Regions from separate parts of the Mus musculus genome. Here region 1 is linked to region 2. A link is a contact called in public promoter capture Hi-C data. All regions are on one chromosome and are shown on one strand. The core of a region is the stretch at or near the end of the contact, and the rest is flanking DNA. Distances in the headings are between cores, read along the strand shown.

What was found. Promoter capture Hi-C pulls out the DNA fragments that hold promoters and counts their contacts.
Region 1: a contact with region 2 is called in a promoter capture Hi-C map of hippocampal neurons, with 5 times the contacts expected there. The contact joins the promoter of Mocs1 here to the enhancer-like site in region 2. A contact is called at or near these places in 2 of 39 promoter capture datasets (embryonic stem cells and hippocampal neurons) and 6 of 115 datasets of contacts at active chromatin or transcription factors (the 230-238 cell line, bone marrow-derived macrophages, embryonic stem cells and 2 more).

What each region holds. Positions count from the first base shown.
Region 1 is chr17:49,426,577-49,430,139 of GRCm38.p6, reverse strand. Mocs1 (molybdenum cofactor synthesis 1) reads right to left here and starts at 1,776. Exons shown (of 11, transcript NM_020042.2): 1 at 1,576-1,776. The coding sequence starts at 1,698.
Region 2 is chr17:48,608,624-48,612,013 of GRCm38.p6, reverse strand. No RefSeq gene overlaps it. Among named protein-coding and RNA genes, the nearest start is that of Gm24071, 7.5 kb to the left of the region's middle. Within about 2 kb of position 1,578, at least 11 of the 459 cell types and tissues checked have an H3K27ac peak or open chromatin away from gene starts, as enhancers often do. A contact at or near this core is called in hippocampal neurons, where this site is marked.

The sequences.
Region 1 (3,563 bases), core at 527-3,026, 820 kb before region 2:
GGCAGGGCGAGGGTGGCGGATGTTTGCACCTCTGCTCCTGCCCACTGGCAGTTCTATAAAGGAGCTGAGTACCTCATTTCACCTCACCTCTAAGATGCTCTTACAGATCTCATGCCCTATGCTCCTGTACAAGGTGAGCCGGTTTAAGCCTCTGGATTTATAGACAGAAAGCAAGGGAAAGTGAGTGCACAGACTAGAAGCCAGGTAAACTTAGAGGCCAACGAAAGATAAGATCACAGGTCTCCTTAGGCCTTGCTCTGTCTACTGCTCCACCTAACTCATTAGATGTGCTTCAAGCAGCCAAAAGACATTTGCTGGCTTGGCTGGCTACATGCACTGAGGGAAACACCGGAGGAAATACTTAGAAAGGCGAAGGGAGACCTAGCATCTAGGAACTGTCAATTAGTGGAAGACGGTCCCAAGTGAGATATGCAGAAAGCAATGTCTGAGGTACCACTGAAAGAATGACTGCTTGCCCTGGTAGGATGTGTCCAACAGGACCTAGTACAGCACCCCAGGGGAGAGGCTAGCACAGGTGTTTCTGTTTAAGGTCCCACCTTTACTGTGCCCCAAGAGAGAGTGTGAGGCCAAGGGGCCATCAGCTAGTCACACTGCACAGGCCCCCTCACAAAAAGCACAAAATCCATGATGAGGAAGAAAAAAATTATTTTTTGCTAGTATCGGTTTTTAAGAGCTCCCATGGTGGCCTTGGCTATCCTAGCGCTTTTCACTCAAGTACAAAGTTCAAGGGTTTGGAGAGCCCTGTAACAACAAGCCTGCTTTATCTGAGGATCCCAGAGAGGCAAGTCTGAGGAAGTGAACGCTCTGACATAAGCCTGCCTATGTCTTGAGCAAGATGGGAGAGGCAAATATTGTGAAATTCAGAGTCCTGGGACTTCACGCTCAGTTCTGGAAGACAGAAGCGGATGGAACAGTTTCGCAGGTTTCCCTAACCATTTAGATAAAACAACAAACTTAAGACCTACCGTCACTGGAAACACTCGGAGAAGTGCAATACAGGACCCTGCCCCTCACTATGAAGACAGGCAGGAACTCCTTATCACGGAACCTGATCTTGCTCTCGTTCTCATCAAATGAGGCCACCCCATCCCAAGAGAAAGAAGATAGGTCATGGAACCCTGCCACAACAAAGTGACAACCGGCTGTGCCGGACACCTGGCTAGCAATATTTTTTAGTCCTTGTCAAAGAAGCAGTTGTCCGGGGGACACCTGACTGCACTGGCACCCTCCTCCCCGGAGGTGAGGAATAATGTTTAATAGACTGGGTGGAAGCGAAAGCTGGAACAGCTCACTGGAACCTAACTCTCACTCCTTAATAGCACCCCCTTTTCCTGCTGCAGCACAGCTACCTGTTATTAGGTGGTTCTCCAGGGAAGGGGGTGCAGGGGAAACTGAGGAGTCCTTCCCGCTGGGCAGGAGTGAACTCAAGCAACCCAGCAGTGAGTGCCCAGGGTCCTCCCCAAAGGAAGCCTCAGGACAGAGTGCATTCTGAAGATTAGGGTGGCTTGGATCGCCCTCCAGGTAGGTGTGTGCAGGCGGGCTGGGTGGGCTCACCTCCCTGGTAGGTCTCGAGGGCTCCCCGGGGCGAGGCTGCGTCACCGGAGCCCCCGAGCTGCAACCCCGAGCATTGGACCTCAGGAGCTGCCGCACTATTCCGAACGCAGGCCGCGCCGCCATGAAGTCAGCAAAGGAAGTACCCGGCCTGAAGTGGGCCTCCAGAGCACTCTAGCCCGGGACCTGGAACAGAGTCATTTCGGAGGGGCGGAGCAGAGGGCGGCGCCCAAGTAGCCAATCAGCGAGGGTGCCTCTCCGCATTGCCCTCTGGAAGTTGTAGTCCACGCGTTCCGCCCCCTTCCAGGACGGAAGCGTGTTCTTGTGCAGAAATGCCAAGTCTGGGAGAGCTATGTTCTTTTCCTTCAGCTTTGCTTGGTCTTGGATTTAAGCTGTCTTTAGATGCAGAATTTAAAGGGGTGACATAAAAACTTCTAGGCACGTTATACTTTTTTTTTTCTTTTCGTTATGCAGGGGAGTAGAGACCCTTACACAGTGTCTCAAAGGTGTAACCCTGGCTGCCCTGGAACTCGCTTTGTAAACCAGGATGGCTTCAAATGTACAGATCGCCTTCTGCATCTGCTTCCCGAGTGCTGGGATTACAGCCCTTCAACTCTGACTCCAATGAAAATAATATTTTCTTTTTTTTACTCTTTAAATTATTTTTTAATGTATGAGAGTTTGCCTGCCCACCCTTAAGTGCACCATGGCGCAGTTGGTGGCCATAGACACCAGCAGGGGGCGTCGGATCCCTTGGAACCTGAGTTACAGATGGTTGTAGGATACCATATGGGTGATGGTCCCCTGGAAGAGCCGTCAGGCCTCTTAACCACTGAGCCATCTTTCTAGTCCCTTAACTTATTTTTTAAGTTAGCATACAAAATAGCATGCTACTTTATGACATAGTCTTAAGTCAAATAATATCTCAATACATAAAAATCTGCTTGGGTGCGCCAGTAAAATACCAATATTCTATTTAAAAACATCAACTTTACTAATTGCCTTCACTTTACCCTACACCAGACTCTGCTTGTATCTCAGCTCCCTTCTTATGGACACTCTAGTTGTGTCTCCCATACATCAATAGTCTTTGTTTCTCCGTTTAAAAACAGATTTATGAAAGGAAGACACAAAAGAATGGGTGACCCTCGAATTGCTCCCTACACACAGAACTCTGAGCTAACCATCAATCCCATGACCCTGGTGTGGATAGAAAGTTTGTGTAGCAATTAAGGAAAAAAGTCTCAGAGAGTGGAGGCAATTTTTCCAGAGCTGTGTAGCTGATTAAACTGCCCAAACCTTGTAGAAGTTAGGCCTGGTTCTTTCTCCCAGTCCCATGCTCCCAGAAAGAAGACTCAGATTCAAAATATATTTACAACTACATTGGCCATATAGTTAGGCTCTTCTCTGATTAGAATCATAACTTACATCTTATCTTGTTCTACATTCTGGCACGTGACTGGTTACCTGTGCTCAGGTACCATGAAGCCACGACCAGCATAGAGCATGTGTGAGCTGTAGTTGGAAGAGGAAGTATGGCATACAATCCAGAAGAACTGACAGTTCCTCGGCGACGGAAGAATAACAGGACATCGCTGATTTTTACAAATACAGGCTGGTTATTGTAAAAGCAGGGGTGGTTTTGTCTGGATAGTCAGATAAGCCTTCTCCAGATTGTTTTGTCCTGTCTCAACTTTGAGTAGCATTATGGGGAAAAAAAGTATCAGCTTGAATTGGAATGGATTTGGTGGGGCATGTCTGTCAGGATCTGCGAGAGGCCTGGGGATCCCCTGAGAATGGCTGACACGCTGCCCACCACTACGGCTATCTCTGCCTGCATTTGTCAGCAGAACTGGGGGGGGGGGGTAGAAAGCAAGAAAACAAAACCCATTTCTTTGCAGGTGGAAGGCCTGAAAAGCTTTCAAGAGAGCATCAAACCCAGGAGAAAAAGCTTGTTGACATGATAGACTTGAATCAGGAACAAGAATGTG
Region 2 (3,390 bases), core at 329-2,828:
AAGCCTGATTTTCTCAGCAAACACACTGCAGGGGGCAGCAAGCAGGACAGCAGATGTTAGATTTGTGGTCTGGGAGTGAGGCTCCACAAACTGCAGGATGTGCAAGATTGGTGGGAGGACAGCTGGAAACAGATGAGATAGGCTTGAGGACAGGGTTGGGGTGGGGGGTGGGGGTGGCCCACAGCATGGAAATCGCAGGAAGCTGGCCAGTCCCATACCACACAAGCTACCACCAGCAGCTTCCCTCTTGCAAATTTCCCTACTATTTCTTCAGCCAAGGTCTCCCAGTCTCCTGCTGTCATGACCTGCTTTCTCTCAGGGCCCTGACTCGTCCTTCTAGAGGATTCTCAGTAGATCATAAAGCTGCAGGTGTTTCTATCCTAAGAGCCTTTGTTTATACATAAGACAGAGTGTCCTGTATCTCAGGCTAGCCTTGAACTCACTGTGTAGCAAAGGATGGCTTGGACTCTTGATGCTTCCTGTTTCACTTCCCGAGTGCTGGGACTACCAGCACGCACCGCACGCACCGCACGCACCGCACGCACCGCACGCACCGCACGCACCGCACGCACCGCACGCACCGCACACACCGCCATTCTGGGTTCTGTGCCGTGCTTGGACTTAAACCCGGGCTTTTGCACATGTCGGGCAAGCACTCTACCAACTGAGCTACATCCTAGCCACTCCTTGGTTGGGAGACCAAGGCTGTTTGTGATCATTCAGCATTAGTCTCCTGAGAGCTGTTCTGTCCTCTGCCTTTCATATCTCTGAGGCAGAACAGCATGCCAGAAGCCCTCCAGACCTGGGCAGAGGGGACAGGGTGTAAACTCCTCACATTTCACCCCTTCAACACGTTTGCCCATCTTCAGAAGGAGGGTAAATAGTAACTGTACTGTCTCAAGGCACCATGCTGCACAGGTGGCTGTAGCTGTATGAATGGTGGTGACTGTCCTGTCCTCACACACCTGCCTGCCTGCCCCACCCCAGCGCTCCGTAGGCAGGTGCTTTCCATTCTTTCCTGGTCCAGACGCATCTGCTCGGCTTCCCCTGGATACCGGAAGTTCCACTTATCAGCTGTCCCTCTGGCTTCTCGCCTGCAGGCCTCCCATCCAACTCTGAGAATTAGCTCCTTATTCTGCATCAGTAGTCTCCTGGGAACCGCAGCCCAGTGAGAGCCTCCAGTGATGTCAAGGCACATGTGCTTGTCAAAACTAACAGGATAGGCCGGGCATGGTGGTGCACGCTTTTAATCCCAGCACTTTGGAGGCAGAGGCAGGCGGATTTCTGAGTTCGAGGCCAGCCTGGTCTACAGAGTGAGTTCCAGGACAGCCAGGGCTATACAGAGAAACTCTGTCTCGAAAAACCAAAAAAACAAAAACAAAACAAAACAAAACAAAACCTAACAGGATAACTTTAAACCCTTAAATTTATGAAGGAATAAATTGGGGGAGACTCACAGACCCTGTCCCAACCCCCATGTGGAGTAGTCATTCCCTCAGGGGATGGGGTAACCCTGGGAATGGATTGTTGATCAAGGCTTAGCTGTGCAACTGAAGCCACGCCTCCCACGCTCCGCACTCAAACAGAATATGTTCACTTTGCACTAACAAGATCCACCCTCTTTGCGGAGACAAGATCTGTTCCTTGTACATACACAATTCATTCTCCTTATACAAGCAAGGCAGGCTAGGCCATTTGAGGCACGGAAAGCTGACTTCCTCTCCATCAGACCCCTAGACATGATGGAGACAGCCGCCTCATAAAGCGTTTGTTCAGCAACTGTGTTCAGAGCGCCCACCACGCGGCAGCTGCTAAGTGCTGGAATTGAATTTATTTTCTGTATTAAAGCTCAGGAAAGATTGGAAGGCCCCAACAGTGAAGCCTCCAGGTAAGATTTTTGTGCTTGAGCAGAATAAAAAGAAAATTCTTTAGCATGTTGCTAGTTATCATTCCTGGTGCTTACCTGGGAGGGGAAAAAAAAAAGATCTCAGCCCCGGAGGACAAGGAGGCTGCAGCTTTGAGGTGATAAGCCTGGGGGACCAGTTACCTCTTTGTCCTGAAGCCAGGGAATTCTTATTGTGGGAGACAGGAGTTGCTTTTGTCTGTCTGGGGACTGAATCCATAGCCTGGAGAATGCTGAGATACATAGCAACCTACCACTGAGCTACATCCCAAGCATGCTGTTGGCCGTTACTAGTTTTGAGACAGGATCTCACTGTCCAGCTCAGGATGACCTGGAATTCACTATTAGCCCAAACTCACCTGGAACTCATGATGCCCCTGCCTCAGCCTCTGGATTGCAGGGGTGCACCAGCACGGCCAGCTGTTGTTTTTCGAGGTCAGCGTGAATCATCTAGAAACTGTTACCTGTAAAAGCGTCTGCTCATCAGTCTCTTGCACCTAACCCTCCTTCATCTTTTGGAATTCCACACTATCGCCGTTGTCGGTGGAGCACCAAGTCCCAAGCCTTTGTGCAGCTGGTTCTGTAGCCGAGAACCCAAGGATGTGAGGAGCAACCATGTCGTTGATGCCTGGGTGTGTCCTTCACAGATCGCATGCTCTGTTTTACAGCCCCCACAGAAAGCATCAGTGACCCAGAGGGCAAAGGCAGTTCCCCAAAGCAGTCAGGGACATAGAGTGACCTGACAGAGATGGGCCACCTGCCTCATGGATCATCTGCCTGGGGTATGATGAAGGGACAAGGAAAACGATGAGGAAGGGATCCCTCACCTAGTTGAAACCTCTCAAGCTGAGACTCAAGAGTCACAAGACTGAAAAGATTACTCAGTGGTTAGGAGCCCTAGTTGCTCTTCCAGAGGACACAAATTTGGTACCCATGACCCACACTAGATGGTTTATTTCCTCCTGTAACTCTAGATCTGGTGTATCTCATACTCTCTTCTGGTCTCTACTGGCACCCAAGTAGGGAGCACACATGCTTACACATACACAGAAGTATTTTTTAATTCCAACACAAGTAATAACATTTATTTAAGGCCTCTCTCCCTTCCCTGCTATAAGCCTGCTGTTATCTAGGACTCTCACCAGAAAGAACACGTCCTAAATCCCTAGTGGCTCCAAGTTTTACCCTATCAGGTTACAATTCATGCAAACCCCTCCCCCCAGAATTACCCTCATTTCTTATTGAAAAGGCAAAGAAAGGGGAGGCAACTTCCTAGTAGTTCTTTGTGATAGAACACAAGCGTTACTAAAATGGCATCTGTCTACTGCTAAGACCCTTAATTGCAACGTCTCAAGATGTCCATTCCCACACTCTGGAATTGGCCACTATTCTTTCCCTGGACATCTTTCTATTTTCAATGAATTCCAGTGCTGCATCATACTGGCCTGTCCTGAAATTCTTTTCTGCTTAAAGCTGAAGACCAGGTT